Regions from separate parts of the Mus musculus genome. Here region 2 is linked to region 1. The links are chromatin contacts, called in public promoter capture Hi-C maps. All regions are on one chromosome and are shown on one strand. Each heading gives the region's core, a stretch centred on a gene start, on an enhancer-like site or on the middle of the called end of the contact. The rest is flanking DNA. Distances are from core to core; before and after follow the strand shown.

Region 1 (4,933 bases), core at 854-3,353:
ATCATTTTATTATTTGATGTATTTGGATGTTTTCCCTTCATGCATATGCCTGTACATGTGTGCCTGGTGCCCTCGGAGGCCATAAGAGGGCGTCAGATACCTGGAATTGCAGTTACAGATGGTGGTGAGCTTCCATATGGGTGCTGGGAATTGAACCCTGGTCTTTTGGGAGAGAAGCCAGTGTTCTTAACCACCAGGCCATCTCTCCAACTCCAGTATATGGTGATTGTACAAGACAGTAGATTTCACTATGAGAGAATGTTCCCATCATGCATATTCTTTCCCTTGCTGTCTGTCCGCTCCTTCTTTCCTGACCCTACACCAACTGCTTCCGCTTTCCAACGCCCTTAGCATGTTACATTTAATGATTTTGTTTGTTCAAAAAGTCACCGGAGCCTCTCTTCCGTCAAGTGTGATTAAGTCACTCTACTCTGGCTTTCTTTGCTGTAGGGGACAGGGAAGGAAGCTGGGACACAACCATTGTTTACCTGCCATTTAAGAAGCATTTAGCATCTGGTATTTTACTTAGTTCTCACAATAGCCTTGGAAAGAGTGGAATTATCTGAATTCACAGATGAAGTAAATACCATTACATTAAGAAACTTTTCTGGTGTTTATGTGTCTACTAACAAATGAAAGTTCCAGGTGGGACCTGATTTCCCCATACTATGGCCTTTTTCTGCTTTACAGCAGGAAAATGGTTGTTTTAAAGCAAGAGTCTTTTAGCCAAAATCCTTCGAGTTTTTCCCGATTCTTAATGAAGTAGGGTGGGGTTTGGCTCAGTGTTTGGTGTAGCTATACCTAAAAGTAAAATAACTTTGGGAATTAACATTTATTGATAATTTATTATAAACCAAAAAAATATGGCCATAAAAGTATGGGTTCTACTTATAAGCTTTTTATAAACCACGAAACATAGTTCATAGAATTTCTGAGTCTGCTTTGATTCAGTAAATGGTGCTTGGCCACTGCCTTGGTGACAGGTAGCCGTTGTGGTGGTGCAGGCTGCACGGTCTCCTTTCTCTGTTTAAGGTACCTGCAAGGAGCATGGAAGCAGACAATTGTTTGCCCAGAGACCTAGAAACTAGTGATTTTGTTTGTGTCAGAGTTCAAGATGCCTCTCTTCACTTAAGTATGATGATGTCACAGAGGTGACAGAGGTGACAGAGGTGAAGTTGCGCCTGCCCTCAGGGTGTGTGCAGTGGGGTTAAGGAATAGTTGCACCTGTTTCCAATACTGAGGGCTCAATGCACACGTAAAGTCACATTGTGAGTTATTAATGTTGGTACTTGTGACTGAGGAGAGAAGAAATACGAGGCAGAGGAATGTGTGAGCTGTGGAAGGCCAGCTGGCCAGGCCTTGCATTTGGTTTGGAGGGCTGGTTAGATTTGCCTACATGGGAAGAGCTTGCTCAAGTAGAGATGAGGAGGCAAGATGACCGCATGTTCATGGGTTGAAATCTCTGCCTCTGACAGAAATTTTCTGCTGGAGCCATGCAGATGATTGACAGTTAGGCTGGAGAGGGGTATTGTCAGACTGTGAGCAGTACGGTGTCTATGTGAGTGTGTACTGCTCACAAAGAAAGGCAGGACTCTTTGATCTAATGAGAGGTGATTGTAAGGACAGTACTGAACACTTACTGCCTATTTATCCTACCAAGTAGCCTTTATTGTACAATAGCTATGCAAGGTTTAGAATGTCCTTCATTGACAATTCAGTACTGTACACTACTGACAGAAAGTGTGGCCTTCATGGACCTACATTTACATGAGAGATAGATTGATGATAAAATAGGTAAATTCTCGGGCTGGCATTAAGGAAGAACAAAGAGAGCTGTGAGCTGGGAGGACACTCGGAAGAGAGCATCACATTTTCAAGCTTGTTTCTCTGTGTGTCCTTTGTATTAAATCGGGAAGGTAATAGATGGGAGGAAGTCTCTGGAGAATTTTAAATGTAAAATAATGTTCCTAGTCATAACCATAGTACAGGGCAGAGGGAAGACCAATGCCACGGGGACCAACTGGTGGGCAACCGCACCTCTACATAGATCCTGTAATCGTTGATATCATGTAGGTCTGCTGGGGGGGAGGGGATCAACGTGGGGAAGAAAATCAAAAATTACCATTTTCTCATGCATGCCTTCCCAGAACTCAGAACCCAAATGTAAATCTCTCACAGAATTGATGGGACCTGAGGGGACTGGATTTGACTAGGAAATGACAACACTGGACAGCTGTGGTTTCCCATGCTGAGTGGACAGTGTGGTGAGGAATTTAATTAAAAATGAAAATTCGGTAGAATTTTGTGATATGCTGTTGAAGTACATACATAAAGTAAATAATGTCGAAGTAGTGTCAGGAGTAGTGTCAAGGCATTTAATTCTAGCACTTGGGATGCAGAGGCCAGTCTGGTCTACAGAGTGACTTCCAGCAAAGCTAGAATGACACAGGTAATCCCTGTCCAGAAAAAAAAAAAAAGAAGTTTTCAAACTTCCAACATACTACAGAGGTACAAAGTATTGTATTTTATTTTAGCGTTGGGATTTTTATTGTAATATTACATGATGTTTGCTTGTGTTTTGTGTTCTTTAAACCTTAAATTTTTCCTTTTAGTTTTATCTTACTGATTTTTACAATGCATTTACTTATGTATTGCTTATGAGCCAGGGCCTTCAGTTTAAGTAGCAGAAGATGACACTGAACTGATCCTCCTGTCTCTACCCCAGGTGCTGGGACCACTGAGCCAATTTTACATTTTATATATATATAAAAAGATATGGTCTGAAACTGAGTGACAGCCTTCCCTAGAGTATTAGTCCCCTGGAAAGCCAGTAGTGTCTCTGTCTGGACTCTGAGCGATGTAGAAAGTGAAGGCAAAATTGCTAAGTGCCAGCCACTGCCTCAGTACTGGCTGGTGGTCACATGCTGTGTGTTCCTAACACCATACTCAAGATGTATAGCCTCTGCCAGCCTCACCCACACAGACTAACCCCTGGCTCCTATTTCTCCCAAGTACTGAGTCACAGCTTCTCTGGCACTCTTGGTTCATGGTCCTCCAACTACAGTTTTTTTTTTTTCTAGTAGTCCTAGAATGGAAGATATTCTGCGAGTAGTGAATCCAAAACTGGAATACATTTTGGATATAAGGACACAATGCTGTTTGAAAAGATGTCATACATTAGAAGGAAGAATCCTATTTCTGTTATATTTTAATAATCACAGTCACTCGCAAATGGGTCAAGTGTATCTTGACATGAAACTTCTCAAACTGTCCTGTTTCTGTTCCATTGATTTGCAGTTGACACTTGCTAGTTTTGAATCACACCAGACACAGCCAACCTGGTTTCACAAAGCTAAGATGTGAGGGAGGGAGGTGTACATAGCTGAGCCAGTGCTGGAACAAGCCTTCACCATGGCATATCCCCTGAAAGCTTGAGGTCCCCTAGAGCATTCTGTCACTTGGTGCCCTGAGGTGGCTTGACCCCCAAGAGCCATCCTTTTATATCATCTCTTCTTGGCCTCATTTTTAAGAGGAACAGCTCTGAATCTGCACTGGCTTTTGCTTCTTATTTCTCATTTTAAACTCCTGGGGTCTGTTAAAGTCTCTCCAGGACACTTCATTGTCCTGCAATGTATCGTTTAGCCAGTTAGTAAAGTGTCTTATTTGTTAAGCTTTGAGAATCTTGGGCCAGGTTCATGTGGAGTTAACCTTTAATCTCTGTGAGTTTGAGACCAGGGTTTTTTGAGACAGAGTTGGCTATCCTGGACTCATTTTGTAGACTAGGTTGACTCATTTTGTACACTAAGCTGGTCTTGAACTCACAGAGGTCCACCTGCTTCTGCCTCCTGAGTGCTGTGATTAAAGGCATGTGCCACGCCACACCTAGCATAACCATGTTTTTACAGGAGTAAAACATTGTAGCTTATGTGGATACCTTGATAATGAAAAAAAAAGAAAAAAACAACTGACCTATCATGGAAGAGTAAGGGTTAAAATGTTTGTTTCGATTTCCTTTGTTCTTAACATGCCTTGTAACCGTTTTATAAAAACATAATGTAAATTAAAACACTTTTGGACAAAATTCATTATTGTAAATTACAAATATAATATTTTATATAATTATATAATTCTTTTAGCATTCTTAAACATGTATCAATATATATAGTACCCCACAAATAAGAGCAATTTTTATGCTTTGCGTATTACATTAATTTATTTTATTATTATTATTTTTATTGTTAGGAATTTAACCCAGGACCTTGAGCATGTGGAACACCACTGAACATTCCCAGCCCTGATAAAATTAATTAGAAAGTAGTTCCTAGATCTGTCAAAGGAAAGCTTGCACATAATTTATATATCAGGGACCAAGGCGATGGCTTAGTGGATAAAGTGTCCACACAAGATGGAGAACCTGGGTTCAGATCCCAGAATCCATGTAAAGCCGAATGCAGTGATCCTTGTCCTTGTCTGTAACCCCAGTGCTCCTACATCAAGATTGGACGCAGAGACAGGAGAACGGCCAGAAGCTCATGCCAGCTAGCCTGGGATCCAGAGCAAAAGAAACATGAGGCTCTGTTTCTAAGGTCTTCCTCTGACTTCATATTCACACACACACACACACACACACACACACACACACACACACACACACACACAGGACAGAGAGAGAGAGAGAGAGAGAGAGAGAGAGAGAGAGAGAGAGAGAGAGAGAGATTGAAAAATATTAGAACAATAAACCAGGCAGTGGTGGCACAGGCCTTTAATTTCAGTACTTGTGTGGCAGAGACAGGCAGATCTCTGAGTGAGTTCCAGGACAGCTAGGACTACACAGAGAAACTTTGTCTCAGAAAATTTTATATATATATATATATATATATATATATATATATATATATATATATATATATATATACATATATAGTAGTTGCTC
Region 2 (4,933 bases), core at 1,312-3,811, 220 kb after region 1:
TACCTTTTGAAAATACTGCGGACATCTAAGACACAAGAGCAGACACAAGAGCAGATAGGAGCTAACGATTAGCAAACATTTCCTGGTAAACACAAATCATTTCAGCGGAAAAGATACAAATCCATAGGTTTCAGGATATCCAAGCATTTTCATTTTCAAAGTGCAAAGTTATAACATATGCATAGGATGGACTATATATAATTTTGAAATATATATATAAACTTTTCCATGGTCTTCATGAGAGCCACTCCCGCCTCCCCAGAAATGTCTACTGTTTACAATGTTAAGGAGTCTCCACCACTTTGCCTGTAAGTTTCAACCAGAAGTCCTCAGTGTACCTGAAGCCAAACTGAGCATTAGGTATTTTACAAAATGGCTGTAAACCCCCATTATGGGCATACATGGCTCTTTGATCTCACTGCACAGAATTCATAAGTGTTCAATAATGCTATACCATTACACCACACACCTTCAACTTTTTCCATTTTTCCACAATTCTTTCCAAAATCAGCTTCCAGAGCAAAGCAATGTAACATGAAAAGTTTCTGGGAGGGCTTGTTACATAAAAGAACAGCGTGGATGAAAACTAAGCCACACACACATCCATCTTCTGCTGGGCTTGTTTATCCCTCCTCTCCCTCCATCACTCCTAAACGGGGGGTGCACTTGAGTAATGGAAAGAGAAGGCTCTTCCATCACCACACACTTCCAGCACCTCTGACTTTGGTCCTCTGTAAGTCTGCATAGGTGATGAAAACCCTAAGAAAAGAGAAGCTGTCCCTTTAAAATGCCCTGCTCTGTCCCAGATCCCACGTGGAACCAACATCAGCAGCACTTTCCCACTAACATCAATGTGATGCAAGAGGCACCATCCTTTTATATACATAAAACCAGAAAACTTCAGTCCAACATTCCTTAGTGAGGGCGAACAGGTGAAGCAAACGAGCCAGGAAGGGAGAAACCAAACAACTCCCCACCCCTCCCCAGAAGGTTCGCCAGTCTTGCCCTCCAGTCTCTCTGGGCAACAGCACCTTTCCACCCCTCCTCTGGAGAGCCCAGCTTAAAGAAAGGAGGGAGCCACTAACAAAACCCGAGGCATAAATGCGACGAAAATGCAATCTAAAGCCGGAAAGGTTTATTCTTCCAATCACACATATTAACTCTATTAAGAAAATGGCATCACTTTTTTTCCTACCCCAAAAAGCAACCTCCTCACAGATCATTAAAAGGGAGTTATAAAATAGCAAATATAGTGTTTATCTTATCTCAGATCAGTCCACATTACCAATAAGTTTAGTAGTTTCTGCACTACCACCTCCCCCTCCCTCCCCCTGCTTCTCTTGCATTGGATTTTCACGTTTTCTCATTGTCGGTGGAGTTATAAAAGGCTTTTGCCCTTCGAAAGTTTTAAAAAATAAATAAATATTAACTCCTTGGTCCCTGCAAAGTCCAAATGGACTTCAGGGGAAAGGCGGTTCACACTTTTACCTTTGGCGAGAAAGGGGGGCGCATCCCGGATTTTTAGGGATTTTTTGCGATTTTTTAACAATTTTTATTTGGTTATATGCCTGAGTTCTCCCTCCATTTTGGTTGTTTATGATACTGACAACAAGCTGTCCCTGCTCCGTCCCGATCTCCTGCTTTCATTTAGCACCCCCTCCCCCTACGCCCCCGTCGCCACCCGGCTGGGTCCGGCGCCCCGCGGACCCCGCACCCCGACTCGGCTCTCCCACCTGGGCAGGAGGGCAAAAACAAATGCATTTCTCCAGAAAAGAAAAACCTCTTCGGAAAAGGGGGCAAAGTTACCCCAAGTCACTCCCAGTACCCCCCAAATATTGCCGACCGCGGGTCTCCGCCAGGCCCTCTGGGAAGCGACCTTCCCCCGGGATGTTTTGGTGGAAAACGCGGAGAGTTTCCTCTCAAAACCGAATTTATATTAATTTTTCCCTTATTTTTCGGGTCTCTAATGTCTTCCGCTCTCTCTGCTGCCGCTGCCGCTGTCACAATATTCACAGCACCAGAGAGGAGGAGGAGGAGGAGGAGGAAAACTTTTCAAACTTTCCAGACCCTGAATAAAAGGGTTTTTTTTTTCCCACCGACCTCACCTTCGGGTCCCCAGTCGCGTCGCCCCCTGCCCTGTCAGCAGCGACCTCGGGAGTCCTTGCAGCCCCGCCGCACGATTTTATTTGATTTTTTATTATTATTTTTCTCTCTGGGGTCCTGAGCAGGGGCTGGGAGTAGCACAAACTTTTCCTCCTCCTGCCGCCGCCGCGGCTCCTCTGCCCCCTCGGCTAGTCCCATAATTTAAATAACCCTGATATTCCTCCCGCTAAACGCCTCCCCGCCGCCCCGGACCCCCGGAGAACTCACCGCGGAGCTTTAACATCCTCCCTCCGGCCCGTCCGCCGCCTTTACACCGCCCGCGGAATTTCTAATAATTTTTTTCTCATATTTCGGGCTGGACGCGGCGGGCCTGGAAATTGTTTCCTTACGCCTCTTTCCAGCAGCCATTGTAGTGTATGCGCTGCCCCTGCAGCTCAACTTGCAGCTGCCGCCGCCGCCGCCGCCGCCGCCGCAGCCGCCGACGTCGCGCCCACCGCCGCCTCCTACCCCCCCCCACCCCCCCCCCCGCCCGCTCGGCCGCCGCCCCCGCCCCCGCCCCGCGCCCGCCCGCCGGCCCGCCCTGGCCCCCGCCCGCCGAGGTGCCCGCCCTCCTCACGCTCCGCCCAGGGCCTGGCCAGTCCGAGCGGCCGCCGCCGGGTCCAGATGAGCTCATTGGTTGACGTGGCTGCCCATCAGGCCGAAGTGGTAAGAGCGATGCTGAAGGGCGGGGGGCGCGGTGGGGCGGGGAGAAGGCGGGGTCTCACGCCGTCCCACCCGCTCCTCCTGCTTGAGCCCTCCTCCCGCTGCCCGGGGGCGGAGCGAACTGAGCCCGCCCCAACCTCACAGAGTTCCGCGCGCCTGTCAATCTGGCAGCGGCGTGCGTGGATTGGACAAGCTGGAACGGGGGGCGCGGGGGCAGCACGTTGGGGTGCGCGCTACTTAAGGTCCTGCTGCGTGAGCCACTGACGTGTTTGGAACTGCAGCCGGCCCGGGTGCTGGCTGAGTGGTGGCCTGTGGTGAGTGGTCTCCGGCCCCTCCCTCCCTGGACAGCAGGCCCGGGACAGCACTGCGCCGAGGGCAGACCCTAGTTCGTGGCGCCAAACCCTCCGCGGCGCGGCATGCTCCTGCCGCTACTCACGCCACGCGATTCGTCCGGCCGGGGCAGCGGAAGGTGACCCCATGCAGGTCTGGGCACCCCGGATTGTGTCACTCCCCTCCTTGCCCTCCCCAGGTCCCCGCTCTACGCCGCCCCCTTCCTTCCCAGCCCCTTTTGTGGTGTTTACCTGTGCCCGCCCTCCACCGTCCGATTCTGCGGCGCGGCACCTCGGAAGGCGGTGCGGTCCGGGAGTTACATTCTTGGAGATTCGTCTCCGACCTCTCAGATCCCTGTGATGTGTACTTTGACATTTTGTCCCTGGTACTCTGTACCCAGGTTTATGGTGTGCTGTATTTCTGTTTCCGGATTTAACACTCACAGACCAGACTCTGAGAAGCCTGGGGGGCCTGGACTTGTTCAGTAACGTGCCCTTCCCCCACTGCGGATCAAAGCTGCGAAGAGTGGGAAATCAGGAACTTTTTTGGTAAGCAGTTTGCCCTTTAGAGTAGATTTTAGCACTATTTCTCAGATGTGCTGTAGGTTTGCAGTCTTCCCTCAGGCTGGTTTTCTTTCTGAATGTCATCTTGGAAGTAGTACAGTGTTGTAACAGTTGTTCACTCCTGCACCTTCAAAAAGTAAACAGATAAGGCCTCTTTAGCAGGGCACTCCATCTTGTCCTTCAGCCACACTCCTCCATGTAAATTGACATTTCCTCTTCCTTTTCTGTTAACACAGGAATTCATACGAAGGAGGTGACATTAGGAAAACCATGTTTATAGTGCATTTAGTATCCAGAATAAAAAGCAGTAAAACGGGAATAGCCTGAAGCAGCAAATTTGATGCCTGTTTTGTGTGGATACTTTTTAAAAGAATTTCTGGCTGATGATAATGAAACAACAGAATCTCATGATCAGGACGCAGTGTGAATTGTGTTCGTATCAGATTGTCGAGATTATTATATGCATGAACGATCAAGCGGAGCTCTGTGGGAGACATGAAGAGAAGACTGTAGATTTTCTTAGTTCTGGTATTCTCTCAGGAAGAGGCAGTCTTGTAAACTATCTTCCGAAGAGGAAAGGCTTCTAGAGATAGTTGGACTTTGTACTGAGTGCCCTTCCTGTCAAGACGCTTCTACTGGCTGGGTATTTTCAATGAAGTTCATGGCATAAATGATTATTTGGTGATTACTGAAAGTTAAAGGACTCAGAGTAATCAGATTCTATCTCCGGGAAAAGTTGGGCTCCTTTAGCTTAGACATCCCGATCTTTACCAGAATGGAAGAAGTTGGACTGGATGGCCATTGATTCAGAATATGTTCACTTCTTAAGAGTTTATGGGCTTGAATTACTTTTCTGGAATATACATTATTTTGTTTAACATTGTTTTTGGTGACATTTCATACAAAACGTTGGACTTCTCTGAAAAGGCCCATGCATGTTTGTTTTGTTCTGTTTTTTAATTCAGTAGAGTTGTGTACTTCATACTGCCTTATTTCTCTGGCATCTGCTTTGATTTTTCGGTAGAAAAGTGATTAAACTAGAGTAGCATTTGGGTGTGTAAGCCAGATCAGCCCCTTAAGCTAAGTAGAGGACGTTTTTTCAAAGATGGTGGGTGGCTCATCAATACCTTATCGATATATTGAGATAAATGAAGCCCTTTCTCAAATAATTGTGACTTGTGTTTTTTTTTTTTTTTTTTTTTTTTTTAACCTCTTCCCCTGCAAGAGAATTGTAC

What was found. Promoter capture Hi-C pulls out the DNA fragments that hold promoters and counts their contacts.
Region 2: a promoter capture Hi-C map of pre-B cells shows a contact between it and region 1. The contact joins the promoter of Plag1 here to the promoter of 6330407A03Rik in region 1. A contact is called at or near these places in 1 of 39 promoter capture datasets (pre-B cells) and 1 of 9 other capture datasets (pancreatic islet).

The regions. Positions count from the first base shown.
Region 1 is chr4:3,712,861-3,717,793 of GRCm38.p6, forward strand. 6330407A03Rik (RIKEN cDNA 6330407A03 gene) reads left to right here and starts at 2,104. Exons shown (of 1, transcript NR_028126.1): 1 at 2,104-3,953. The region is part of intron 1 of Lyn (LYN proto-oncogene, Src family tyrosine kinase); the gene reads left to right.
Region 2 is chr4:3,935,844-3,940,776 of GRCm38.p6, forward strand. It overlaps Plag1 (pleiomorphic adenoma gene 1), which reads right to left and starts at 2,562. Exons shown (of 6, transcript NM_019969.3): 1 at 2,371-2,562. Chchd7 (coiled-coil-helix-coiled-coil-helix domain containing 7) reads left to right here and starts at 3,045. Exons shown (of 5, transcript NM_181391.4): 1 at 3,045-3,288; 2 at 3,536-3,683.